Regions from separate parts of the Mus musculus genome. Here regions 2, 3, 4, 5 and 6 are each linked to region 1. A link is a contact called in public HiChIP or PLAC-seq, Micro-C and promoter capture Hi-C data. All regions are on one chromosome and are shown on one strand. Each heading gives the region's core, a stretch centred on a gene start, on an enhancer-like site or on the middle of the called end of the contact. The rest is flanking DNA. Distances are from core to core; before and after follow the strand shown.

What was found. Promoter capture Hi-C pulls out the DNA fragments that hold promoters and counts their contacts. A called contact is a pair of places that touch in the nucleus more often than the background predicts. HiChIP or PLAC-seq counts read pairs in DNA pulled down with a chosen protein or histone mark.
Region 2: a Micro-C map of embryonic stem cells shows a contact between it and region 1, with 4 times the contacts expected there. The contact joins the promoter of Crtac1 here to the promoter of Hps1 in region 1. A contact is called at or near these places in 11 of 39 promoter capture datasets (the 3T3-L1 cell line, the C10 cell line, the HPC-7 cell line and 6 more), 8 of 484 Hi-C or Micro-C datasets (all in embryonic stem cells), 7 of 115 datasets of contacts at active chromatin or transcription factors (embryonic stem cells, large pre-B cells, pancreatic cancer cells and 1 more) and 3 of 9 other capture datasets (adipose tissue, embryonic stem cells and liver).
Region 3: an H3K4me3 HiChIP or PLAC-seq map of embryonic stem cells shows a contact between it and region 1, with 9 times the contacts expected there. The contact joins the enhancer-like site here to the promoter of Hps1 in region 1. A contact is called at or near these places in 2 of 39 promoter capture datasets (the C10 cell line and embryonic stem cells), 3 of 115 datasets of contacts at active chromatin or transcription factors (embryonic stem cells and stem cell-derived neural progenitor cells) and 1 of 9 other capture datasets (adipose tissue).
Region 4: a contact with region 1 is called in an H3K27ac HiChIP or PLAC-seq map of embryonic stem cells, with 4 times the contacts expected there. The contact joins the enhancer-like site here to the promoter of Hps1 in region 1. A contact is called at or near these places in 3 of 39 promoter capture datasets (embryonic stem cells and liver), 2 of 115 datasets of contacts at active chromatin or transcription factors (embryonic stem cells and large pre-B cells) and 1 of 9 other capture datasets (embryonic stem cells).
Region 5: a contact with region 1 is called in a promoter capture Hi-C map of hippocampal neurons, with 2.7 times the contacts expected there. The contact joins the enhancer-like site here to the promoter of Hps1 in region 1. A contact is called at or near these places in 5 of 39 promoter capture datasets (cranial neural crest, hippocampal neurons, liver and 2 more), 3 of 115 datasets of contacts at active chromatin or transcription factors (embryonic stem cells, large pre-B cells and pancreatic cancer cells) and 3 of 9 other capture datasets (adipose tissue, embryonic stem cells and liver).
Region 6: a contact with region 1 is called in a promoter capture Hi-C map of liver, with 4 times the contacts expected there. The contact joins the enhancer-like site here to the promoter of Hps1 in region 1. A contact is called at or near these places in 6 of 39 promoter capture datasets (the SN4741 cell line, embryonic stem cells, hippocampal neurons and 1 more), 3 of 115 datasets of contacts at active chromatin or transcription factors (embryonic stem cells, large pre-B cells and stem cell-derived neural progenitor cells) and 1 of 9 other capture datasets (pancreatic islet).

Annotation. Positions count from the first base shown.
Region 1 is chr19:42,776,922-42,781,504 of GRCm38.p6, forward strand. Hps1 (HPS1, biogenesis of lysosomal organelles complex 3 subunit 1) reads right to left here and starts at 3,057. Exons shown (of 20, transcript NM_019424.3): 1 at 2,993-3,057; 2 at 1,633-1,725; 3 at 1,201-1,362. The coding sequence starts at 1,317. It overlaps Gm16244 (a long non-coding RNA gene), which reads left to right and starts at 2,111. Exons shown (of 2, transcript XR_386720.3): 1 at 2,111-2,422; 2 at 2,519-4,583.
Region 2 is chr19:42,428,911-42,433,532 of GRCm38.p6, forward strand. Crtac1 (cartilage acidic protein 1) reads right to left here and starts at 2,878. Exons shown (of 15, transcript NM_145123.5): 1 at 2,700-2,878. The coding sequence starts at 2,723.
Region 3 is chr19:42,285,695-42,289,768 of GRCm38.p6, forward strand. Crtac1 (cartilage acidic protein 1) reads right to left here. Exons shown (of 15, transcript NM_145123.5): 12 at 2,159-2,304; 13 at 1,479-1,521. The region is part of intron 1 of Gm34347 (a long non-coding RNA gene); the gene reads left to right. Among named protein-coding and RNA genes, the nearest start is that of Mir3085, 7.6 kb to the left of the region's middle. Within about 2 kb of position 2,462, at least 8 of the 459 cell types and tissues checked have an H3K27ac peak or open chromatin away from gene starts, as enhancers often do. A contact at or near this core is called in embryonic stem cells, where this site is marked.
Region 4 is chr19:42,382,815-42,387,437 of GRCm38.p6, forward strand. All of the region lies in intron 2 of Crtac1 (cartilage acidic protein 1), which reads right to left. Among named protein-coding and RNA genes, the nearest start is that of Gm41848, 12 kb to the right of the region's middle. Within about 2 kb of position 2,522, at least 12 of the 459 cell types and tissues checked have an H3K27ac peak or open chromatin away from gene starts, as enhancers often do. A contact at or near this core is called in embryonic stem cells, where this site is marked.
Region 5 is chr19:42,413,228-42,417,345 of GRCm38.p6, forward strand. Crtac1 (cartilage acidic protein 1) reads right to left here. Exons shown (of 15, transcript NM_145123.5): 2 at 714-916. Gm34299 (a long non-coding RNA gene) reads left to right here. Exons shown (of 4, transcript XR_003952940.1): 3 at 1-297; 4 at 399-1,666. Among named protein-coding and RNA genes, the nearest start is that of Gm34299, 5.3 kb to the left of the region's middle. Within about 2 kb of position 2,029, at least 8 of the 459 cell types and tissues checked have an H3K27ac peak or open chromatin away from gene starts, as enhancers often do. A contact at or near this core is called in hippocampal neurons, where this site is marked.
Region 6 is chr19:42,459,849-42,464,298 of GRCm38.p6, forward strand. No RefSeq gene overlaps it. Among named protein-coding and RNA genes, the nearest start is that of Gm41849, 18 kb to the left of the region's middle. Within about 2 kb of position 1,758, at least 12 of the 459 cell types and tissues checked have an H3K27ac peak or open chromatin away from gene starts, as enhancers often do. A contact at or near this core is called in liver, where this site is marked.

The DNA of each region.
Region 1 (4,583 bases), core at 1,807-4,306:
ACCACATGACAACTCACAATTTTTGGTAACTTCAATTCTAAGTGATATAATGCCCCCTTCTGGCCTCAGTGGGCATTGCATGCACATGGTATGTAGATACACTGTTAAGACCTGAGGTTAACCTATAAGGCCACCCACCCCAGGACCAGGTAACTTCCTGGAATGCTGGGAGTTGAAGTTCTCTGAAAATAACTACGCTCTAAGGGAAAATATGGTGGCTGTATGGGTTTCTCCTTATAAGCCCCTGCAACATGTGTCTTAGGGCCACTCAGCTGGGAACTCCAGGGGACAGTCCTGACCAAAGCCCATCCCAGTCAGTATTTAATTAAAGCTTGCTTCAAATTCGGCTCAAAATGGTGGGACTGGTTTTTCTCCTGCAAATCTCAGGATTAACAAACCACGAAAGAAAAACATCCATACGCACAAAACAAAACAACAACAAACACCCACAGAGTCCAAACTCACACAAAGATGTGTATGTTCACAGCCAACATATGTCTATGGTAACCAAAACCTAAAACCAAGTCAAACGTCCACCAAGAAGGAAACGAAGAAACAGATTACAGCCTATAGATATGAGAGAACTGGTTGACTGATAGGCGCTAATTGGGACAGATGAAGACATGGCAAAGAGTCACGCTGAGGTAAAAGAGCCAGCCCAAGCCAACCACAACACAAAATGTACCCACACTGCTGTGTATGATTGTTCTAGATAGGTCTACATAACAGACTCACCGGACAGCAATGGCTCACTGACTCTTAGGGAGAAAAGAAGTGAAAGAGGGGTTAAAGCCTTTGGGGGTGGCAGACAGTTCACTGACTATGATGGAATCACAGATATAGATATATCGGACTATATAATTTAAATGTGAACAGATAACAGTTGGTCTAGTTATACTTAATAGAGTTGTTAAAAATTAATCATTATGGGTACGCCAAGCTTTTCAGATGGAGAACCTGACATCAAGTCTCCCTCTTGTGAGGCTAAAATTTACCCCCTTCCCCAATCACTGGCCCAGACAGTGAGATAGGAAATCACAGTACTCAAGACATCAAAAGGCTGCCCCCTGTTGGCCAGGCACAGGCCCTGCGGACTCCTCCTGCCTGCCTGGAAGAGGCACTGGGACCTCCTGGCCTCGGGTGGCTCTGTGGCTCCTCTACCAACCCCACCTCCACCAGGACGGCCTGTTCTGTAATTACCTCCTCTTCCTCATCCTCTGACTGCTGGAGCTTCAGCCGGAGGCTCTCAGCAAACTCCTCATCTGTCCAGTAGAAGAGGACCTCTGCGCCCTCGGTGGCCACCAACACGCACTTCATCTTCCAGGGAAAAGCGAGGGCAAAGGTCACATCCGTGAGTTCAGCCTGGGTAAGGAGATGGGCTTCAAAACAATGGACACTCACGGAACCCTCGTCTGCATGCCTGCCATCACCCAGTCCTTCTGGGGTTCCTGTCTTTGGTTCCCCCAATGAAGTAGTGACATGGGGGGTGGGGGCAGGGCTGGAGAGGGGGAGGGGGAAGAAATGTACAAAGAGGTGCATGTGGCAGTTCAGTTCGCTCCTCTCATTCTGCTCTTCAAGTGGGTGCTGCCCACCTCTCCACCCTCCATCCTCCAGGAGAGGAGCATGGTTTACCTTGGCAAAGCACACAGCAGGGCTTCTGAGGAGCTAGATACTCTGACCAGGTCAGCAGACAACAGCAGCACAGCATCCTTGGGCCTGCAAATGCTTAAGGCAGAAAAGGCATGAAGGCATTCAGAGGGTCTGGTTTCCACTGCCGCCTGTTCCTGAGAGTGGACAACCTGGACACGGGCTGAGAAGTCACAGGTTCCCCCATTTTAAGGACCACAAGCTAGAAGGTGTCCTTTATGTGGAGCAAGCGTTGATGACACATTAGCTCCTACCTCCTCTGCAACTGGACAGTTTATATTTGGGTCACTCATTCACACACAGGTGGGGTCAGCAATCCCACCCTGAGCAGCCCCAGGGAGCGGTGAGCAGGGATGGGTTACTACACAACCCATCGCAAGCTGGCAGGAGGTCCCAGTGAAAAGCTGCATTCGGGTTTGGTTCTGGTTGGGCTTTCCTAAGGTCCCATTCAACTCAGAGATTCAAACTCCTCTTGGGAGGCCAGGGAACAGAGCGCTGTTGCACCTTCCTACCGGGTTACGGGGTTCCTACCAGCCAGGTCGCAACCTCAGCCCAGTAGGCTCATCTTAAGGACAAGAACGGTGGGTAGGTGTTATTCTTATTTCCCGGCTTCAAATAACAAGAGAAATAAGCTGCCTCTGGAATCCTCCCATTTTGATAACAGGCAAGAAGAATCTAAGGCGGAGGAGGAAGGTTTGATCCTGGGGATTTTGAAAGCAATGAAACTCTGAGCCTGGCTGCACCATTCTCGGGCTTGCCTTGATGGTAACTTCCGGTAAGCACCCGCATACTTTTCGGTGGGTATCTGGTTTTACGGTTGCGGCTAACCTCATTTTCTGATCTTTGTTCTCTTTATATTTTGCTCTAAAAGGAGGAAACTTTGAAGAGAAGGGCGATTCTGAGAAAAATCCCCTGCACCCACTTTTACCACCCGGGTCACAGTTCTCTCATTGTCCCTAGCAAACTGTCCCCGTGGCCTCTGTCCCGCCTAACACAGCTCAGTTGGGGGGTGGGTGCGAGGGGTGGGGACTATAGCCTGTGATGCTCCAGCAGGAGCAGCTGGCCTAGGAGGGAGTCTCTCCCTGCGCCGCTTAGCACCGCCTCACTGCGTGGCTCCGCCCAATAGCTGCTTAGCACTCTTTCAACGACACCCAGAAATTCTGACGTACCCTCCCCCTCTCCTCCCGGGGACGAAGGCCTGGCTTGTGACGCCCGCTCCAAAAGGCATGAGACTGATGCGGGTTTCCCCGGGTGCCCGGGCCTCTCCAAACTGGGAGAGCTTGCCGGAGGTGCCCACCGAGGGGCGACCCAGGACTGCGCTTGGTCACCCACGATGCCCACGTACCGGATCCGCGGCTCGCACCGCCCAGCGTGTAGCCAGCCTGCGGCGCGCTTCCGGGTAGGACACGTGACTCAGCCACATGACCGGGGCCTGCTTTGTGGGTTCGAGCCCCGCCCCGTCAGGCATTGCTCACCCTTCAGGCTACTGTGCTTGCTGGTCACCCGCCGCTAGGGAGCCGTGCCACGTTCACCCTGGCATAAGTAGGTATCTCACTGCCTTTAGAGGCACCAGCTGAGCCGGTGACATTTCTAGAGTCTCTTTTGCTTGATTTAGCTAAAGGGATTCCCCACAGATTTACAGAAGGGGCAACTGAGAACCCCGAGGGAACCCCCTTGCTGAAGAAGGAACAAATGGAACCAGAACCCAGGTTTCCTTGCACCTTCACCTGGCCCTTCCCAGCCTTTCGTTTTCTTGCCGAATCTAGTTGTAGGTGAAAGGTACCCTTTTTGTGGGTGCTTTCCCTTACTTACCTCCAGGGGGCGGAACCCGTGTGTCTTAGTCAGGGTTTCTATTCCTGCACAAACATCATGACCAAGAAGCAGTTTGGGGAGGAAAGGGTTTATTCGGCTTACACTTCCATACTGTTGTTCATCACCAAAGGAAGTCAGGACTGGAACTCGAGCAGGTCAGGAAGCAGGAGCTGATGCAGAAGCCATGGAGGGATGTTCTTTACTGGCTTGCTCAGCCTGCTCTCTTATAGAACCCAAGACCACCAGCCCAGAGATGGTCCCACCCACAAGGGGCTTTTCCCCCTTGATCACTAATTGAGGAAATGCCTTACAGCTGGATCTCATGGAGGCATTTCCTCAACTGAAGCTCCTTTCTCTGTGATAACCCCAGCTGTGTCGAGTTGACACAAAACCAGCCAGTACACCATGCAGAAGAGCCCAGCTACCTTTGGGCTCCTTGATTTACAAAGGTTCCCAGTCTGACTGAGGGCTGCATACACATTAGGGCTTTTGTCTTGAACCTGCGAGTGATTGCATACTATCAAGATTTTTATGTGTATTTGGAGGGGCAGAAAGAGTGAAGAAGGCCAATGGAGTCCACAGAAGAGGTTGGGCGCCTACCACAGGTCCTCATTGGGTACCTTGGTGCTTCTGAGAAACTTTGTGTACGACCCAGCATGAGCACTCCGCACCCACTAGGCAGAGGCCAAGAGCCAGTGCTGCGGCCACTCTAGCTACCTAAGGTACAATTAAACAACATCGCAAACGCCTGCGCCTGCGCCTTCGCCACCACCCTGCTCAGCCAGGCTCCACAGTACAGCCACAAGCATCAGTCTCCTGGAGTCCTGAATCTGCCGACACTATCCTGACTTCGGTCGGTCATTTCCCCCTTGTTTCAAACAGTTTGTAAGCCTGAATAACTGTTACCCGTGAACAATTTATAACTAATCTAGTCCATGTTACCTGATGCTAGTGACTTGTGTCTTGCAGATGACTAAAGAATGGCGCCGATCATCTCTTCATGTGGTTTTTCTCTTCATTTGTGTAGCTTTAAAATTTTTTTTGCTTTCAAATAAACATTTATTCATATCTTCTACCCCTTTTATTATTATTATTATTAATCTATTTTTAGCCATTGACTTATT
Region 2 (4,622 bases), core at 1,628-4,127, 350 kb before region 1:
CCGTGTATGTTCATTATGAGAGCTTTATCTGCCCTTGTCTTCTTGCAAAGAAAATTTCCCTAAATTTACTAAAGCTATTAGTATACTCAAGTCTGGCCAGTCAGTAATTACCAGTGCCTACTGCGTAGAAACATATGTCCATTTTCACAGCACAGAAGAAGCAGGTCACTGGAGTGGAGAAAGCTCCAAACAGGGAACTGGGAATCCTGGGGCTTGGCCCCATCTCTTCTACCAAACAGCCATGTGACCTTGGGCAAGATACTACTTTTACTTCAGCTGAATTTTTTTGTAAATACATTGTACAGGGGAATGTTGGGAACGGGGTGAGGTGGACCAGATACTCCCCAGTGCTCCTCTCTTCTTTTTTCTAGTCTTAAATATTCTTAGGTTCCAAGAATTCAAAGAATACACAGATACCAAGCAAAAAAACAATGATCTCAGAGAGCAAGCGGGGCTATGTATCGGCTCTGCCTCCCCGGAATATTCTGCCATCCCACTGCTTCTGAAGTCCTAGGACCACCTGAAGTCACAGGACATGTGGTGGAAGGGTCCCAGTCCCAGTGTCCTCAATCACAATGGATGATTGTTGAGGGGTTGGTAGCCTGAGCTTTCTTAAAGCATTAAGTTACTATGGCCAGTGAAGGGTAAGAAACAAGTCACTAGTCCTGAGCTAGGTGGTTTTGGTGCCCCCTACTGGTCACCAAGGAGCCCGCTCCACCTCCAAGCTTCCACTGATTGGAAGGAGGCAGGAGAGCTTGAGGACCAACTCAGGTGGTCACAACCTGTTTAACAGAAGAATTTCCTGGTCGTTGGCCTAGTCTCTCTAAGAATCTGTGTTTCAGTCTCGGCATTACATAGGCCATTGGTCTACTCATTCACAGGGCTCCTCCATGCAACCATAGGATACCTTAACCAAACACCCTGGTGCCAAAGAATAAGCACCAGGGTTCAGAAGGCCAGGTGTAGTCCAGACAGAGAAAGGAAGACAGAGCAGCAAGCAGGTATATCACTGCACACATCCCTAATGGAAAGAAGGTCTTGGGAAATGCAGCAAGAAATGTTGACTGCAAGCAAACAGGGAATGGGGGTGGGGTGGGCATGGATTGGTAAACCCACACACACACACATAAAATCATTAGCCTAACGCAGGTATCCAAGGAGTTTGAACACATGCCCATTGGTAGGGTTGTACTACGGTGAATGGCTCAACCCCAACCCATCAGCTACAAGAGCAGAAGCCACCGGCAGCCTTCAACCTTCTCCAGAATCTATCAGCACCAACTGGAGACCAAAGTGTTCTAATCTAGTCCAGCACCAAGAACTAAACTCCCTTCCTTGCCTACCAAATTGACTTTAGAACCTGCCTCCAGAAGAGGCTTTTTAACCAAGACAGGAAAGAGAGAGGGGGAAAAAACGCCTCCTTGAAGACCATATTGGGCCAACTGTTCATATTCCCATTTTTCCACCCTCCACGTCTCTGTCTCAATACCCAAGTGTGAGGAACTGTTCAAGTCTCTGGATCTGCTTTAATTCAACGTGGGTACTTCCTGTCCCAAGTTATCATGGTTTCAAATCTCCCCTGATAGCTTTTCCCCAGGAGTTCTTCCCAGGTTCAACACAGCATCAAACCGCTGTCCTCTACTCTGGGAACCTTCTTGCTTTCTTTTCCAACTGGCTTCATTTTTCGAAGTCTTGCACCCATCCCAGAAGGTACCTCAAGTGCAACTCATGAACGCTTCCAGGAGGACGGATGAGATGTACAGATGTCACGGTAGGTGAACCCACCCAATAGCAATAGTAATCATTAGTCATTCAAGAAGGAACCCCCCACCCCCACCCCTAGGGAGGCTCCCATCCCAGCTGGGATGACTTTGGATTCTTTAGTTGGTTTCTGCAGAAGCGGGACTAACCAGGGCTCCCAACTACTGTACTGCAAAAGAATCACGCTGCATTGCTGGGCATGCCCCCAAGCCTGCCTGCTGCCCCACCAAAACCTTTATCTGATTCCATAAGATCAAGGGGGGGGGGGACCCCATGGTTCCCCTAGAATGCCAGAAAAGAGCTTGCCTGAAACATCCTTAGCTAGAAAGCCAGACCACACCTCGGTCCAGCAAAAGGCGGCTGGCAGCTACGCTGTGTACCGGGCTGGCTCCGGGAGCACTCTGCCACTCAGCGCTGTGCAAGGGGAGACAGCTCGGCTTCCCGGGAGAAGAGCTATGCCCCGGGGGATCTTCCCCAACCTGGAAGCGTTGGCAGTCGGCCGAGGATGGTAGCTTAGTCGTCCCCAAACTGAGCCCGCCAGCTGGGTGACTCCCCGGGTACCCTCAGCACAGCCTTCACCTGCTCCGCCCCCTACTAGCCCCATTGCCCCCTTCTCAAACCGCTGACCTCCATCCTCTGTGCCACTAACACGTTCTCTGCCAACTGTGGGCTGTCACCCCCACACCTCGGCTCCCATCTCTTCCACCACCTCCAGCCTGGCGCCCGCCTTGCCCCCAGCCCGCGGGGAGGATCTGCGCGCCAATAGAGTCCAGCGCCTCTTGGCAAGTTGGGAGCAGCGTCGCCGCCTTCGCAGTCCCGATCTTCCCAGGTCCCCAGCTGCATCCCCGCCACCCCTGGGGGCGTGCGGGGAGGGGTGCGCTAGGCTGGCGAAACTTTCTCCGCCGGAAGGGGTGGGGGCTCCAGGAGCGGATACTCACGCCCGGGTCAGCGCTCGGAGCCATCCTCTGGCTCTCTCAGCCCCACCGCTTGGGGGCGTCGGAGCGCGGGCGCTCGATGCTGCCTCTGCCGCTGGCGCCGCCGCCTTGCAGCGCCCAGCCCTGGTCCCGGGCTGGCCTCGAGCCTCCCGCCCCGACGCCGCGCGCTCGCTTTATACAACTCCACTCGAGCGCGCCCGGGCTTATGTAAAGGCTGGCGGAGGCCCGCAGCCAATGGCGCGGCAGCTGGAGCCGGGGCCCAAGCTTGGGGGGCGCACGCGCGGCCAATCGCGGCCCGGGGAGCCCGAGGAGCCGGGTGGGGGAAGGGGCGCCTCCCCGCGCTGATTTAGGAGCCGGGATTGCGGTGGCAGCAGCCGGCAGCCAGGCTGGCCCGGCGCGGCGGGCATTGGGGTGGGCGGCGGCGCGGGCGGCGGCGAGGGCGGGTGCCCCCCGTGCTCTGCCGCGCCCCGCCGCCGCGCCGCGTAACCTTCAGGAGGCAGCGGGGCCTGGCGAGTGGGGAGAGGGCGCCTTGAGGGACGCTGGGGACCGGGCGGGCGGGAAGCGGATGTCCCCGGGGGGGGGGGGAGCGCGGGGAAGGCAGTGCAAGGGGGGGAAGGGAGGCCGGCGAGCCCCAGGACCCCGCAGCCACGCGGAGCGCAGGGCGGGGGGTAGCGGCCGCGCTGCTGTCTTTCTGCCTCCCAGATAGCGATCTGGCGGCTCCCAGGCCCGGCCAGAGCGGCCGCGCGAGCCACGCCGATGGCGAGATTTCTCGCTGGGGAGCGAGCTCCGAGTCGATCTTTATCCAGCCTAGGGACGTGTCCGAGCGCCTCCGGGGGACTGCTCAGTATGGGGAACAGAGCTTCACCACGGTCCCAGAGGGCGGGGAGCAGGCGAGCGCAGCTCGGCGGTCAGGCGCGGCGGCCCAGGCAACTGCGGGCAGAGTCTGCTTTCCCACATCCGCGCCCTCCGCCCCCGCAGGCAGAGTCCTCACCGTACCTAGCCCCCTCTCCAGCAACACCCACCAGGGCTGAGCCTGGCCCACCTGCTCAGGGCGTCTGCATCTTTTGCCCACACGGAGTACTACCGCTTGCTCTTTCTCCGTTGTCACCAGCTGGCACAGCTGGGTGCAATGGCTTTGGTCTCTCTGGCCCAAGGGTAGTGGTGGGAGAGCAACTAACATGGAGATGACTTCGTTAGTAGCTCCCCATATACCTGTGTTTGGGGCAGGTAACTTGCTAAGGTCCACATCAATGGACCTTTTGCATCTACAATAGAACCAGGCTTATAATAGGTGCTCAGCAAGTAGTGAATTTTGACCTTTCATGAATAAGACCGGTGGATTTCTGAAAGCCAGACCCGAGGCCTCGGAGAAGGATATGGGACTCTTTGCTCAGCTCCAAAGGCTTTGCGATCACTACTCACTAACTAGCTTGGCGTCTGTATGTTTGACGCTTAAAAAGACTTGGATGAAGGTTCTGCTATAGAGTTCCCTGTCAACCAGTTCCTAGCTGGACCTGGTTATCTCCCAGTACTGATTAGAACTGTCAGCCCCGTTTGTGCTCTTCTCTTAAAAGCAGAAGCTAAGCGTAGGCAGAGTCCATCTCTTGGGCCGCCAAGGAGCTCCTCAGCGGTGAGGAACCATTGAGAATCTGGCGAAAGTCACTGGCGTCTCTTTCTGGAAAAACTGGCCAACGTTTACCCATAAGTGACTTTCGAGTATAATTTCAGGATCATTAGGAATCCCGAGACTCTGGGTGCTCGACCCAATATCAACCTGTTTCTTCAGGGTTCCAGGCCAGTGGTTTGTAATCAACCTCTCTCTAGGGGTCGGAGACTGTTCTGTACCCTGTGAGAATCTGAATGGATGTGTGGATGTGCTTCTGGGAAAGATGCTCTCTCTCTCTCTCTCTCTCTCTCTCTCTCTCT
Region 3 (4,074 bases), core at 1,212-3,711, 490 kb before region 1:
CTCAGTTTCCCCAGGCTGCCTTCTGGGATCTACCCCAGATAGTGTAACGCCTCCCTTGCTGCCACCCTGCTCGTTCTATCCCTGCTCCCACATATGGCCGTCAGTGGTTTGTATGTGGGTCGCTCTGTTGTCTGGGAGATCCACAAGAGTAGGGCCGTGTCTAGTTTTCTCTGGGTCTAAGGAAGAGAAGAATCCTTGTCCTACATCCTCATTTGCAAACCATCAGTGCTAGCATTCTGTCTAAACTCCACCCCGCAGCAGCCAGGTATGCTCCTCCCCACAGTTACCTGGCAACAGCCAGGTAGGCCTGACCTACTATAAAAGGGGCTGCTTGCCCCCTCCTCCCTCACTTGTTCTCTTGCTTCCCTCTTGGGCTCTTCCCTTCCTCCTTCCCTTCCCCCCTCTCTCCACGTGGTCATGGCCAGCCTCTACTTCTCTACTCTCTTCTCTCTACCTTTCTCTGCCTCTACTATCCTCTTAACTCCCCTCCCCATGCCCTGAATAAACTCTATACTATACTGTCATGTGGCTGGTCCCTTAGGGGGAAGGGATGCCTAGGCATGGGGCTGCTAAGACACCCCTTTCCCCATATCTGGCTAGACCCTCCCCCCATAGAACATACTCCCTTTCTCTTTCTCTTTTTTATAAACACATCAGTCAGGATGTAAGGCTTTGGGTTGGACATCTTCTGGACACTGGGCTGCTAGATTATCCCCTTCATAGCATATTGGGAGACTTTAGGAAGTCACGAGGAGCTGGAGAGATGGCTCAGTGGTTAAGAGCACTGGCTGCTTGCTCTTCCAGAGGTCCTGAGTTCAATTCCCAGCAACCACATGGTGGCTCACAACCATCTGTAATGGGATCTGATGCCCTCTTCTGGTGTGCCTGAAGACAGCTACAGTGTACTCATATAAATGAAATAAATAAATCTTTAAAAAAAAAAACCCAAAAAGAACAAAGAAAGAAAGAAAGTCATGAGACCCTTGCTGAGCTGGCATCTGGCAGCTATGAGCCTTCCCTGTGCTGGACCAGGCTGCAGCACCCTATCTGCACTGAGATCACATTCCAGCCCTGCTGTGCCCAAGCGCCTTCCTCAATCATCTCCCCCTTCATCTCTCCCATCCTTCTCGCTGGCTGCTTCTCAGGCTGGCCATAGCATGCTTCTGCTCTGCCTCTGCCAGGGTGAAGCTTATCCATCACAGTCTCAGTAGATACTGAGACGACTCATGCCATCCCCAGGTGGCAGGCTGGCCCTGCCAATGCCCAGCAGTGAACTGAATCAGCCTGCAGTTGCTAATGTCACTTTCACCTTGGTGAGTCATGGAGTTTTGGCATCTGGAACCCTAAGGACCAATAGTACCTTTTTCTCCCTATCTTTCTAGCCCCTGTCTGCGTCTTGGACCTTGGCAGGTCAGGCTGACAGTCCCCAGGAAGATCCCAGCCTCTGCCCCGTCCTCTGGTGCCTATAGGCAACTCACCCATGCAATGGCCATTGTCCTGCTGGGAGAATCCTTGGCCGCACTGCAAGGTGGGCAGAAGCAGAGACACTTGTGAGTTGAGAGGCCTCATCTCAGTTCCCTCCTAGTCACAGTAACAGAGTAGCTGTCACCCTGATTGCAGCTTGAGAGGTGCTTTTAGCCTGGGCCTGAGGGGAGCCCCTCCCTCTTATTCTAGCCTTGAGCTAAGAATGGAGAGAGATGGTGTGGGTGGGGGAAGGCAGAACAGTTATAATCCACACTCTCCCTGTACTAGAGAACTATGTACCTCAGATAGACCTGAAAGTGGACTAGAGCTGACCTCTAAAAAGCCTCCAGAATTCTGGTGTATGGTCTGAGCCTCTTCCAAGGACAAGAGGAGGCCTCTTCAGGTATTCAGAAAATACCGAAAGTAGGAATCAGTTCTCAACACAGTGCACAACAACCTTAGCTGGCTTTGGCTTCATTCTCTGGGCCTCTGGTTTCCTCGTCTGTAAAATGGGTGCACAACCCATGGCGACATCATCTGAAGCCTGCCCTTTGCTGAGACCATCTCTATTACTCTTTGATTCTAGAGGGCAAGTCTACAGATTTACCCCTAGGATCATGGGTGATGCTTGCTTTTTGTTTTGTTTTGTTTTGTTTTGTTTTTTTGACTATGCGGCCCAGAGGCTTTGGCCCACCTCTAGTGGGGCTGTGTTCTGAAGTTTGTCCTCATCCTGGGGGTAGAGGATCTCCAACACCGAGTTCATCTCCTCGCTGGCCACACTTCGGCTCACCATCTTGCCATCTGGCCACGTCACCTCCACACTGCTGGCTTCATCCCGTCCTGTGGGAGGAAGGAGAAGGGTCAGGAGCATGAGAGAGAGGGCCTCTTGGAGTAACTATGGTAACAAAGGTTGTAACTGACGACACACTCTCCTAAGGGCCGTGGGAACGATTTAGAAGCTCCTCTTTGGGGCCATACTGTCCAATCGACCATTCTTTAGTGATGGAAAAGCCCAGTGTCTGCCTTGTTCAGTGCACTAGCCCCTGGCCGCGGTGCAGGATGAGAGTTACTGAATTTAGCATTTTACTTAATTTAAATTAATTTACATCTCAACAGCTACATGATGCATTCTAGGCAACAGAACAGGCATGAGGAGGTTGAATTTGGGGAGCTGTGTGGCTCAGAGAGAAGCAGGTTGACTTCAGAGCCAGGGGTTCACATCTTGGCTCTGTCACTTGCTTGGTATGCTGAAAGAACATGACCAGAGCAGGTGGCTGGGAGTCCTGGGGACAAATCCTAGCTCTCCAGCCAACTCGTGTGACCTTCCGAGCTCGCTCACATTTCTATTTCTGGAGCCCTGCTAGAGCCACACCCCTTCCTGTGACTGGAATGTCTCCTCATGGGTTTCCCTGTCCATCTGGGAGGTGGGCAAACAGACAAATAAAGAAATAAATCATGGTGTCTATTGACACGCTTTGTGAAGAAAGGACAAGGAGTCATTCAGGGCTGGCCAGATCCTGTTCAGTAGTCAAGGTCAAACTCCTGGGGAGGAGGCACTTGAACTGAGCTGTAAGTAAAGCTTACAGGAAAGATGGGGATTGAGGGCACCTAAGGAAGGCCACTGCAGATCCGAGCCATTTACAAAAGATACCTGTGGGGGCTGGAGAGATGGCTCAGTGGTTAAGAGCACTGACTGCTGTTCCGATGGTCCTGAGTTCAATTCCCAGCAACCACATGGTGGCTCACAACCATCCATAATGGGATCTGACTCCCTCTTCTGGTGTGTCTGAAGTCAGCTACAGTGTACTTATGTATAATAATAAATAAATCTTTAGACCGGAACAAGCAGGGACTGAGCGAGTGGAGTTGACTGGAGCGAGCAGGGCCGAGTGGAGAGAGTGGGGTTGATCAGAGAGAGCAGAGGTCCTAAAAATTCAATTCCCAACAACCACATGAGGGCTCATAACCATCTGTACAGCTACAGTGTGCTCACATACATAAAATTAAAAAAATCTTAAAACAACAACAAAGACAAACAGAAGATACTTGTAAAGCTCAGACACTGTCCCTTGTGAATCCATCACACACATCCCTACAGCAGCATGCTATAGCAACACATCAGGAAACAGGTTGGGAAGGTTGGTCCAGTGTTTAGGCATTTCTAACGTCCGCTCAGCTCCTGCATCAGGAAGTGGGCTAGCCCTGTGGCAAGGTCTGGCTAATGGTGATGACTTAGGGGTTGATCAGCAGCACCTGCCAGCCTTTCTCAGGTTGTAAGGGAAGGCAGGCAGTGCCCAGTACATCGCTGGAAGAGTGCAGGGACAGTCATGGGAAAGGCTCAGAGGACATCCCCGCTCCTCCCACAGATCCCTGGGGCAGGGTGAGGCTTGGACAGCTCACCTGTCTGTTCCAGGTTTTGCTTCATCTAGATCAGAGGTTCTCAACGTTTCCAGTGCTGCACCCCTTGAATACAGTTCCTCATGTGGTGGTTACCCCCAAACATAAAATTATTTTCTGTGCTACTTCATAACTGTAGTTTTCTTACTTATCATGAATTGTAACAGAAATATATGTGAGAGGGTCCTTCAACTCTAGAGGGGTCTGGAACCA
Region 4 (4,623 bases), core at 1,272-3,771, 390 kb before region 1:
AAGTGTTTGCTGAGCTGAATGTGACGCAGACCCACATAGCTTGGCGCAGTCATCTTTGTTAATTTAGGCCTAGGCATCGTCTTAACAGCAAGTGTAAGCTGCATGCTCTCCCAGCACCTGGGAATCTCTGCTGGACCTTCAGGATGTCATAGGAAAAGCAGGAGTGTTTGCCAAGCGCTTCTGAGTACTTGGTATTCACCTGCTGTCTAGTGGCAAATTAGTATTGGGCTCGCCTGGAATATATGGGTATGGTTTGAACAGCTGGACCAGGTGGGCCCCTGACAGCTAAGAGGGCCCAAGGTAATTGATAAAGGACCTCCGCTCAGGCATCTTCCGTGACAGGTCTAAGTCCTTTGGCAAGCTGCTTATCATGACAGGTGCTGAACTGTGTGTGTTTGGGATACTAGGGCTGAGCGGGGAACCACAGGGCTCTAGGTTTACTGTCTGGCCATAAGCTTGAGAGGAGGTGGTGGGGCATGACTGCATCTCAGTGGGTGCCTTTTGATACTGGGATGGGACACCATGAACTGCCCCCCCCCCAATCAAGGGTATTAGTATTTTCCCTTTTCTAGTTAACAATGACTAATGCGATTGATCTCTCTACTATTGAAAAAAAAATCTTTGCTGTCCTCCACCTGTTTGGGATTTTCACAATGGCAGCCCTCCTGGGTCCCAATAGGACCTTGAGTCTGCAGTACCCACACTGGAGATGGAACAGCAGCTCTGAGACCCTGGGAGGAACGAGATCTCTGGTTGGTTAGGAACTGGAAGGTAGCGATGTCATCCTAGAAACATAGGCGAGAAGAGAAACGCTGGTTTCATGGAGTTGGTTTTCGCTATCAAAACTGAAACCTAAAATAACTCAACAAGTTCCCTATTGGAATTGATGAGCGCCTCCCGAGCGTAAATCAGAGTGGCAGAGAACCAATACGCTGCTATCATCAGTATGTATGGCCTGACCCAGGCTGCCTAAGACAAAGGAAGATTTTACACCAGCCTGGGCTCCTCTAGCCTTTGCAATGTGCCGGAGTGGGGGTGGGGGGAGGGCTAGTTCCTGCTGCCTCCCCTAGGGGCATTTTATCAGTGTCTGACAAGACTCTAACCTCTGATATTGCATCCTTAGCTAGGGTTGGGAGATGCTAATCCCAAGGACATAGTCTAGCTGGCCAAGCAGCCAGAATATGAATAATCTACACCCTTGGCCTCGTTCTGACCAAACAGCAAAGGTCCGCACCCATGGTGACCTGAGATCTTTTACTCAAAATGTGAGCCATGGACCAAGCTGGAGTTTGCCAAAAATTCAGAATTTCAGGCCCTGCCCACAGACCCTAGAGTGAGGATATACCTTTAAATCAAGTGCCTAAGAATTGTGTGCACAAGAAGGCTAGATAAACCATTGATGCAAGCTCCATCATTATCAATATCAGCTCTGTCCCTTCGGTTCTGGGCTTCCCCACCCCCTCTATACAAAAGCAAGCATCTTCTATCAGGGGCCATCAAACTGCTAGAAGCAATGATACCCCTTAAGAAGTATGCCACTCGATAGGAAGTTTGACTGGATGAAGGGAACTAACTCATCGTCAGGCTTAACTCTGCGAGGATGGGTACCCTCTTACATCATGGGCTGTAATGAGATAATGGATGTGAAGAGCTCGGTAGAGCTCGAAAACATGTGACTGTAGTGCACACATCAAGCACTGCTTGCTTCCTGTTCTTGCCATGTGCCAAGCTCACTCTTGCCCCAGGAATTATCGCACAAGCCGTTCACTCTGCCCTATCATCCTTGGTCATCCTTGATGCCCTCGTTATGTTTAAGGACCCAGTTGCCTTGTGTGTGTGTGTGTGGGGGGGGCACTCTCTTTTAGGTCCTTCAGTTCCTAGCTCATTCTATCGTTCACGTTTTAGCTCCAACATCCTCCGTTTAGAGAGGCCTTTCTGCCCCCGGCAACCTAAAGCTTCCATCTCTTGTTACTTGCCTTGGCTCCCTGTCTTCACATCACCAGGTTCTAAAACCACTTTCCCAGTGCTGGTGGCTTCTCCCGGAGCTCCTCAGGGCGAGGATCTGGTCTGGTTGTCTATCGTCTTTCAACAGTCATCAGAGCACTGCTGGGCGCAGGCAGATTTGCTCTGCAGAATGATCCCCTGAATGGTCACTGGGGTTTGGCACTGTGGTTGGAAGGAAGCTCGTGGGTGTGGGCTTTAGCTCGGGTTTTCTGCAATTGGTGTGGCTGAATTCTGCACAGTGCTAACATCAACATAACAAAAGGTGCCCCACCAGGCAGCATCAGTGCCAGGATCCTGGTCCTAGGGTATCAGAGCAGGCAGGAATGGAGTCTTGTCATCATGGGTTTTAACAAGCTCTCGGATACACCCTGCGGTGTGAGAACATTGTGGTCAGAGACAAGAGAAGCTCTTCTTCTTCCAGCTCTATCGTCCCTGCACACCTTAACTGCCCTCCGGCGTCCTCCAGTGCTCAGTCAGGATTGGGGATCTAGCTAGGATTGCTGTCACACCCAGCTGGCTGCTTGGCTTTTCTTCCCTCAGTCTCTCCACGCCCCACCCCACCCCCCACCCCCCTTTCAATGGCAGGGCTGGAAGTGGGAGACAGCTGGCCAGCACGGAGTGATTCTTCCTTTGCCGGTGTTTTTGTAGAGTAAGTCAGGCTGATTTAATTTTAATCAGCCGAAGCAACAGAGCGGTGGTTCCCTACCATGGCTGCACTTGCGAATCACCTGGCGAGCTTGAAGATACTGCAGCCTGGGTCCCACTCCAGTGCGATTAAATCGGAATGTGTCAGGGTGGAGCTGGGCGCTCGTTTCTATTAAATGCTCCCCTGACAATTCTAACTTGCAGTTGGGGCTGAGAACCATTACTGCGCTAACACCCACCGCTCTCTCCCACAAGCTTACCCAACGATAAGAACCGCCAGGGATCCGTGGGAAATTACTAGTGCCACCCCCCTCCCCGACTCCCTTGGTAGAGAGGCTCCAAGGCTTGGGGGCCATGGCTTAGCAAAGACCTCTCCTTTTAACAAAACTTGGGATACACTGACCCAATGGTCTGGGTTCTAACTTTGCAGCTTCAAGTGACATAACAAGTTTCTGAAGCCTATTTTCCTGTCTGTGAAACAGTAGGACTAATATAGTACAGATCTTGGGAGACGGTTGCGGTGGGGGGGGGGGGTCACGTGAGAATGTTGGTGCAAAACGCTTGACACAGGGTGGGTACCCAGCCCTGGGGCTCAGTGGCCTCTGGTTGCCATCACACCCTCATGTAAGGTAAATTCTGGGAAGCTGTTTCTAGTAACAAACTGACCTTTGTGTCCGTTTGGTATAGAGGTTTGGCTCTTGCATCTCCTTTATATCAGAGACTGCGAGCACCATTTGCCTTTGAGCCCCTGTGGTACTGTGAGGAAGTCTTGGGATTTCCTCCATCAAGTATCACAGTCATGGGCATCTGAGGAATAACAGTGGGATAAGGGGTGGGGGTGGGGAACCACTGCTACTGTCACTAAAGAAAACCAGGCTGGCTGTGATGACAGCTCAGACCATATCACACCTTCCTCATGGTACAGCTGGGAGGAAGAAGGTTTTAAATTCCCATCACAGAACATTTATTTAGAAGGGAAAAAATTGAGGCATCTATAGTAGAACAAAGATGAGACACAAAGAAGAGACATCCCCCCCCCCCCCCACACACACACCAAGACTTAAACTATCTAGTAGACCCTCAGTGATTCAGGGCACACAGATTTAAGTACCATCTGTAGATGGCAGAGTCAGCAACTCCCTGCTACTCTTGGACAAAGTGCTGTTAAGTAAGAATGAGTGTATAGCTGAGCTCTGGAAAGAGCATTTCAGATACCCCAGTCAGGACCATTACCAAGGAACACATTTATAAATCCATCCTGTGAGATCAGAAAGCACCACAGCTTCCCTCTGACTCCTGACAAGGTGCAGAAAACCACCAAGCAGCCGAGAAAACACAGTGCCCACAGCCAAGGGAGTTTCTGCGAAAAATCCCCAAATTAGACAAAGGGAAACACCGCTGTTCTTCCTGCTCCCAGGGATCTCAGACTCGGAGGCGTAACAGTTTTGGGTGAACCTTTGGTTGTTGCAACTGTGATCCCTGAAAGTTCCTCTTGATTATTGAAGAATGTACTGTGATGCTTATTCTTGATTGTTAATTTCTGGGTGTGTCTCCAAACCTGTTTCTGAAGTTGGGTCGATCATAAGGGTCTTAGTGTCATCAATGGTTTAACTCATTGATGGATCTAAAACTCGGGAAGCCCATTGGAAAGTGTTGGAAATGTGAAGGGTGGGCCTGTGTGGAGGTAGTGTGCTGCTAGGATATGCCTTTGAAGGCCCCTGGCCCTTCCTGTTGTTCTTCTTCATTTCCTGGGTGTTCAGGAGTTTGGGTCTGTCAGTCTTTCTCCTCCATTACGTCTCCCCTCCTTGGCCCAAAGCAATGGAACCAGCCAACCATGGGCTGGAACCTCTGAAGCCATCAACTACAATAAGTCTGCCTTCCTTTTAAATAGCTTCTCTCAGGTGTCTATCACAACAAGGAAAGTCTGACTAATTCACACGCCTCGCAAATTTAAAAAGAAAAGGGGGAAAAATC
Region 5 (4,118 bases), core at 779-3,278, 360 kb before region 1:
TATCCATGGTGACTGGCAGAACTCACAATGTGCTATCATGTGCAATAGCCAAGTGAGGCTTCAGGACAAGGTGTTGCAGTGATCTCTTCCTTCCAGAGGATGTATGTGGATCTCAAGGTCACGCAACTGGGAAGGTGCACACCAGGGCACCATCTCAAGCCATATGAACTCCGAGTCTCTGCTTTTCCAGCTACGCAATAGTATTCTTTTTTGGAGGAGGAGCAGCAGGCTATATGCCTAGCCAGGAGAGGCTCAACTATCCCTCTTGATTTCCATCTTCGCTCTTCTTTGAAATGGGTAATTAACGTTTTCTTAGCCTTATGTAAAGTACCGTGGGAATCAGTGAGCACGCAGCAACCCCTTCTACGGACTAACACTTTTATGTCCTGCCCGTGTAGAACCTCCCTGGGAAGGAAGTGATACCTGCACGGCCAAGGGAGCTGACGTGTGGCAAGAGGCAGCCTTGAGAAGCCTGCAGATAGCTTTCCTCTAAGCTGCCGTTTGCTCAGTGCCCCTACTTTGCAGAGGGCAAAGCCACGGCATCCCAAAACCGCAGCTCTGCCAGCTGGGCTGGTGCTGGCCACAGAAGACTGCAGACCCAAGCGAGAACAAGCATTGGCCACTGCGTTGTGGTTTGGAGTTACTGTCACACAACCGTATCGCTGCAAAGGCTGATTAATACGTCTGTCAGACTCAGGGTGGGAGGCACTTACCCCGCCACAACGATCTCGAAGTCCCCATCATGGTCCACATCTGTCACTGCCACTCCATAGTTGAGCTGGGTGGGGTTGCTGTCATAGTCAGGGGGCAGGACTGAGTTGGTGACTGCAGTGAACATGGGCTCAGCCCTCTGGGATCCCCCAGTGAGAGGCAGAAGCCACAGGGGCGGCAGCAGGAGCAAAGCCATCCTGACCATCTGAAAGCAAAAGTTACAGGCTTTACTGAAAGGTCCCAGAGCTGGGCAAATAAATCCAGTCCCGGGAGGCCATGTCGGCATTCTCCCCTGTCTCAGCCATCATAGAACCACTGCTTTGTAAGTGTCCCATCTCTGCTATCGTAAATCTACAACCTGCCTCCATCCCGGTGGGCCACTGTCCCTGGTCTTTCCCCCCTCTTCTGTAGCACCCATCATTGCACCACTTGCGATGGGATTTACTGCACCTCACACTTAGTTACTGGCTGTCACCCTCTGCTAAAGTACAAGATCCACTTTGCCATGGATATTTGTCTGGTTTGCTTACTTGATATGCACCAGGCTAAGAATATGTTATGCAAGGAGCAGTCAAGATGTATTTGAGGAAGGAAGGGAGGGAGGAAGGAAGGAATGAAGGAATGGAAGATGGAAGGAAGGATGTCCTATATACTCTGAAAGAATGAAGCAAATAACAGATTTCAATGCAGAGGTGGGGGGTGAAACCTTCCTTCACCCACAGGTCACTGGGTCCAGAGCAACAACAAAGGTAGTGGGGGTTGCTCTCCTGTGAGGCATACCCCAGAGGTGGCCTGGCAGGTTCTCCAAGACAAGATTCCTCCCAAGGACTGTTGGTCATTGCTTCCAGACTAAGAGGCAGTCAGTCAAGGGATGTGTTCCAGCGAGGTCTGGCGGCTAGTACATCATTCACTTGGAGAAATTAAACCATTGTGTGTGTGTTTTATTATAAATTAATTATGTATAATGCATTGTATAATTCATTATTATATCTCTAACATAACTCAGGGTGTTGCCAAACAGCCGAAGACCCTTCGGAGCTGATGGCACTCGCCCAGGAGACAGCTGAGAATGGCCAGGGAGGTGGCACTCCACCTGCTCGAAGTGAGAGCAAGAGAGCTTGGGAATGCTGAAGCTAGCTCCACTCTAAGACTCTGCCATAGGCAGAGAGAATTGGACCTCACAGAATGTCCCCGAGACTCTCGTGGAATTCCAGGAAGCCCGCGCAGGTCCAATCCGGCAGCAAAGCACTACCCCTCCTGCCTTCAGTAGGCAGCAGGCCTCCTCCTGCCAGAACTTGGCTGCTTGCTTGTCAGCGCATCTGGCAGCAGAGAACAAGGCTGAGCCGGACTGACATCTTAATGAGGGAAGAGCAAAGGAGATCTGAAGACTGTCTCCCCATATGGAGACAGATGCTCCTGCCAGAAAATGAGCTTGTGCTCCAGGTCAAGGACCCAGAGGCCAAAACGGGGGGTCCAGGCACTGCCTTTAGATCTGAAGCCTCCTTGATGTCTTGCTGTAGAGAAATGCAGGGGCAGAGCTCCATCGGAGGGTAGCGACCATGTAGGATCCATCGTTAAAGGAGGATCTTGCAGTGTGTTCAAAGTGCACATGTTGGGAGCCCATGTGCTCCCATGATACCATGATACCAAATGAGGTCATTCCAAATTAAGAGTCCTCTGGCTAAGACAAGCACACGCTCTCAGAGTTCTGCAGCTGAGCAGGACATTTCCCTGGCTAAGGAAACCCAGAACCATCTTTACAAGCAGGTGTGGGTGGATAAAGAGTATTTAATAGGCAGGGTGGACATGATGAAGTGTAGCAGGGATCTGAAGGTCACGAAGGCTTTTATTTTATTTTACTTAATTGATAGCATGTCTTCTATTGAAGGGACAATAGTGAACTCCTACTTGAGAGCCAAATCCAATTGATTGGCAGTGGCTGGGATATGTGATCAGCTTACAGCACCATCCATGAGTGCTGCCTCCTCGAAGCTCCTTGGCAGCTGCCGTTTGGGTCACCGAGACAGGGGTCAGATCCTAGTAGGGTGACAGATGCCTAACTGGAAGAAGTTCTAAGAAGGGCAAAGTCATGTGACCCGGCCTCTTGATTTTTGCCTTTCCTCTGGTGGTGGGAGGGAGGGGAAGTGTACCTGTGGGTTGACCTCAACTTTGTTTTGATGATCTTGACAAGTTCGAATACCACTGGATCCCTGCTCTCTCCTTTGAAATAAAGGTTTGGGAAGAGACCTCTGAAGGGCCTTTCTAGCTCCAAGACTCTATGGTGGATGAAAGGAAGTTTTTAAAGGAGATATTCAGAAGTCTCCACCACGTGTCCACAAACGGCTTCTGCAAACCTCATACCAACCTGCATGGCTTTTCTCTTCTGAGGATATTAAATCCATTTAAAAGAAAACAACTTTCCAGAAGGGTCCTCTATAGTATCTAAAGGGCCAGGGAAGAGAGCACACGATTAATCACATAAATTTCCAAATTCTTGGGGTAGGCTGGGGGTCGGGCTTAGGGTTTGTGTTCCTTATGTCTAATTGTTCTGCCATGCCAAAGGTACCCCATACACCCTGTCCTGGGGTGCTCAGGACCAGCTTTAGGAAGTGAAATGGTTAGTACTGGGTTATCTTGATGCCAGGTTAGGAAACAGTAACAGTGGGGAAGCTTATGAGAAGCTATGGTAACTGCATCTGCCCCTCTCAGGATGGAAGCTGCCACTGGCATGCTCCTCCTCCTGGCTACTCGGAGTGGTCCACGCATAGAGCACCAGAAGCATCATTTAGCAGCCGATTAGAGATGCAGACTGTGGGGTCTCACCCAAGACCCACTAAATTAGAATATCCATTCTAACACGATGCAGGCTAATTTGTATATACGTTAAAACTTAAGAAGCATTGCACAGCCCTGGCTGAACACTGAAAGCACACGAGGAGCTTCACAAAATTCTCAAGCCTCACAACGATTTCTTAGAGAAGACACACAAGAGCACAGACGACAAAGGAAAGTCGGACAAGATGGCCTATATCAAAATGAGAAACTTTGGTGCGTCAAAGAACACTTGTCAAAGGACGAAAGTCAACCACAGAATGAGTATAAGTGTTTGCCAACTATGTATCTGATAGGGTATTGCCATCCATAGTGTATCAATAAAACACTTCTGCTGCAGTGCGGAGGAGGAGGAGGAGGAGGAGGAGAGGAAGAGGAGCAAAAGGAAGAAGAGGAAGAGGAGGGGGAAGAGGAGGAGGAAGGGGAAGAAGAGAAAGAGAGGAGGAAGAGGAGGAAGAAGGGGAAGAAGAGGAAGAGGAGGCGAAGAAAAAGGGAAGAAAGAAAAAGAGAAAAAGAAAAAAAGAAAGATCCTGATTCTAAGTGGGCAAAAGACCTGAATAGACATCCTCCAGAGA
Region 6 (4,450 bases), core at 508-3,007, 320 kb before region 1:
CTGAGCTGCATCGCTTACCAGGGTGAACTCGGGGGAATGACGAAAATAATAAGTAAAGCAGCAAAGAAAGGAAACGGTAGCCATCTGCGCCCTATTTCTAAGGTTTTTCTTTTTCCTGTGCCCACCTGTCACAGTGTGAAGGGTAAAGAATTAGATGGAAGGGCCACACTCTACGAGTCAGGCCGTCTGCCCCTGGGGAAGGCCCACGTGGGACTTCTGAGCTTCCTGTTTGGTTTATGGGGGTATAGCTTCTAGAGAGCCAGGATACCCACGCAGGAAGGACTGATGCAGGCTTCCATGGAAAGGCAGATCCCTCAAAGTAAGACTGTCCCAGGCGGGCATTCTGTGAGCTCCTTGCTTTACAGATGGGGAAACCGAGGCCAAGACTGCATGGGTAGTGATGGAACCAAAGCTAGAAGGGCCAGGGAGCGAGTCTGGCTGATGCACCACCCTCCTTCCTCCCACTGACCGTATCCACCTTCCAGGATGGCGTCTCCATCATTGGAAGGGTCTCAAAGCTGGAAAGAACACCAATGGTGTCGTTTTGAGGGGAGATTTTTGGCAGTGTTAAGGAGCCAAGCGGGGACAGCAGATGGGGCCCAGGGAGGGGTCAGAGAGTCTGGAGGGGAAGCCGATTGTCCCTCACACTGGTGCTCTGTTCTCCCCCATTCTGTCTCCTTCTGGCCATCTTGATGACTTTCCCTCCTGTGTCTCCTCCCGTGACCACTCTTACTCAGCCATAAATAGAAGTACATTCATCATTACTTTCTGTTTTTAATGAATAATACACTATAGCCCCTGATCTGAATTTTAAGATCTCTCTCTCTCTCTGTCAACCTACAGCAGGCAGTTGTCTGCTAAGTACTGATTAGAAATCTTCAAAGTGCCCAGCACTGAGCTAGAAGTTGAGATACAGCTGTGGACAAGATAGCCTGCCCACATGCAGCTTCTCCTCTAGTGAGACAGCACCTGCCTCTGTCCTCATCCCTCACTTAGTGACTCAATTTGTATGTATCACTTTCTTTCTGACCTGTGTGTGTGTGTGTGTGTGTGTGTGTGTGTGCGAGAGAGAGAGAGATAGAGAGAGAGAGAGAGAGAGAGAGAGAGAGAGAGAGAGAGAGAGAGAGAGATATCCTTCTTGTAGAACAATCCCCACCCTGGTAAAACCCCACTGTCTAGTGTGGTCTGTATGAGGAACGCAGGTAGAAAGCAGAGTAGATGGTCAAGTCAATGGTCACTCCCTATGTCCTACATCCACTCTGCTGCTTCCCAGGGCTCAAGGGCTACCACAGTTTGGATAAATAGTGGTAGCAGCTGACTGTCTCCAGGGGACTAAGGGCAGTTTGGGGAAGAGTGTGGACGGGAAGCATTGTGTTGGCCACGTGACAGAGGCCCAGAAAGATTTGCTGAGTAAACTTCAGTAGCTGGGAGCTTGCCTGCAGGCGTTGGTGGTCTAGTGACCTGTGACCATCACGGAACTTCACCCGAGAGCCACATCACCCTGAGCCCTGCCACCATGGTCCTTTACTTCTTGTGGTGTCTTTCGTTCCTAGGAAGCTTGTTTCTGGCTTGCCTGCAGCTGCTGAGGTTTGCAAAGTCTCGGGGAATGTCTGTAAGGGAGGGAGGGTCCTGTTTATTCCAGAAATGCTCCTCTCCGGAGCAGACAGGCCCGGGGAGAAGAAGGCTGGCTGGTGCTTGCACAGTAAGAGCCTATAATTTGCTCAGGGAGGCGAACCCAGAGCCTTATCCCTCTGAGCCAGAGATTAAAGGCCTGGACTTATGATTGCAGCCCGGCTGGGGATCTCTGCCACACACCCACAGGGAGCCCCAAGAGCACAGCTGCCGCTGGAGGAAGCCAGCGTGGGGGACCGCTGGTGGCAGGCTGTTGAAAACAAATGGGGCAAAGAAACGATTCCGATGCTATCGATTGGCGCTGATGTTTGCAGAACATCCGGAAATGACTTACTTGGCTCCAAAACCAATAGGGAAACTGAAGTCAATGAGCCTAGGGTGTATCTTGCTGAACCTTGTGAAGGGGGTTTTGATGCCCCTAGCCCATCCCCCACCACTCACCCTACCCACCCCCACCCCCACTGAAATCCTGCTGGGGGCGAGGGGAGGGGGTGACACAAGCTGGCCCAGCTCCATCTTCCCTCCCTTTACCTCAGATGGCCTCCAGCCTTAATGCGTTCCTCAGCCTCCCACGAGCTGGCTGGCTGCCTCACCACCACATCTGGCCTCTGGTCCCCCCTGGCTACTGTCATCAAGGCTCCACAGCGTGAGGAGATGTGGATGAGCGCTCTCACCCCTCAGGTTCGACAGACAAATGGAGGTTTTGCAGTTGTTTAGTTAAGAGGAACTCCACTAGTAAGTTATAAAAACCAACCAGAGAAGAGAATTTTCAGAGGCCTAGGGATGGTGGGTTTACGGAGCAGGGATGTCCGAGTCTTCAGAGCTGCCTTTGGTCTCTATCTTCCCCTTGCCCTCTCCCTCCCTGATTGCCACCACCTCGTGTTAGTTTGACGTGTCTAGGTAGCACATGACAAAATGGGATCAAAGGAGCACGGATTGTGGTAGAAGAAACACCTCTGAGAAGGCTCAGTCTAACGGGGAAGAAGCACCGCAGGTTTGCCCTCCAAGTGTACGAGAGGAACGGGGAAGATGAGAGCCGTTTGGCTCCTCTGCCAAGCTCTGCAAGGCTGCGGAGGAGCGCTGGCATCACAGTGGGCTGCCTGAAGAAACTGGTGTCCAAGAAGGGGCCTGTGTTCCACCAGCTCAGCTCCCTCCTAGGCTAAGAGCAGGCCTTGGGAAACACGGCCTTGGGGATGGGAGTCTAGCATGAGCCATATGTGATTCTATTCTGTGCCTCAGGAGCCTGCCTGCTCTGTCCTGTGAGTCCAGGCAAACTGGAAGCCAGCTAGAAGCCAGCCGGAAGCCAGCTGGGAGCCAGCCGGAAGCCAGCCGGAAGTCAGTGCACAGGCGGAGTTTGGATGTCAGGGGACGACGGCCCTATCTCATTCCTTTTTTGCACCCATGTCTTTTGTTTTCTTTATCCCTTCACTACGAGGCGTTCATGATCAGATCTCGGGCTGCCTATTTCTCTCCCACATCCCTTCCCAGCCATTTCTCTCTTACTCTTCCCGTTAGTCTACTCTCTTTTTTCTTATTTATTGGGTTTACTGTCTCCACTTCCTAGGATAAGGTTGTTTTACAAAGTTTATTATTTTTAACTATTGTGTGTATACACACATAACACACACGTGTGCGCGTGCACGTGGATGCATGCATGAACAATGCACATGTACATATGTGCACATGAAGGCAGATGCCCACAAAGGCCAGAGGCGTCAGATCCCCTTGGAGCTACTGAGTCGCAGGCAGTTGTGAGTCACCAGGGACGGGTTCTGGAAATCAAACTCAGGTCCTTTGTAAGAACAGCAGGTGCTCATAACCATTGAGCTGTCTTTCCAGCCCCAAGGGGTAGGGGCTTTTGTCTGTTTCAGCTTCAAATCCCCAGAGTTGAGAGACTGCATGGAATTTGATAACAATTTTCAAAAGAATGGAAGAAATGGCTACTCTGAGCAACCTTGGGCTCAGTGTCCCTATAGTGAGCTGAACCTCAGAAAAAGGGCACTTCCTTTGGAAACTGACAGTGTTACGTCCCTTCCAGGGAGCTGCAGAGGTAGGCGCTATGTTGCAAGGATTGAAGGCATTGGACAGACTTATGTCCTGGCTCCATATCTGACCAATTGTGTGCCCCTAGCAAGGCATTTACCCTCTCTGACACATAGCTTCCTCATCAGTGCTACAAGGACAAGAATCTGCCATTATCAAGATGGCTACAAGGCTTGGGGGAGAGGGGCTGATGAACTCAACTAAACCTTGATGAAGTTCTTCCTATTTAAGAGGCAATGCTCACTAATGGATATTCGGTAGAGGGAGAACTTCAGGTTAACCCTGTTGCCCAGGGACTGCTATTGAGAAGGTATTCAGTGAGTTCTGCTAAGTCATCCTAGCTGATCAGGAGGTTGTTATTGTCGTCGCAAACACGGGAACCTGATCCATTCATAGGCACAGAGCAAATGGTAGATCCGGGACCTTTGGATGAAAAGGAGAGGGTTTCTGTTCTATGGATCTCCCCGAGGATGGTCTTTTATATCATCTCACCCAGAGGGAGAGCCTGGGCTGTAGGCTCAGACTCATGATGGTCCTCTAGCTTGTGGTTATAGGATATATGGGTTACTTCAGTTCAGTGTAGGGGGACAGCTTGGCCTCACGGCATCGTGCCCACTGACTTTATTGCGAGCACATTCTTTTCCAGATTCAGTGAATCATCCTTGGTTGGCAGGTAGGCCACTCTTAATTTTTTTTTTTTTTTTAGCTGCTCCTGAATTCTTGACAATGTTGAGTCAGTCCTTGGCAGGACATTGCCAATGTTGTGGCAGTTGGG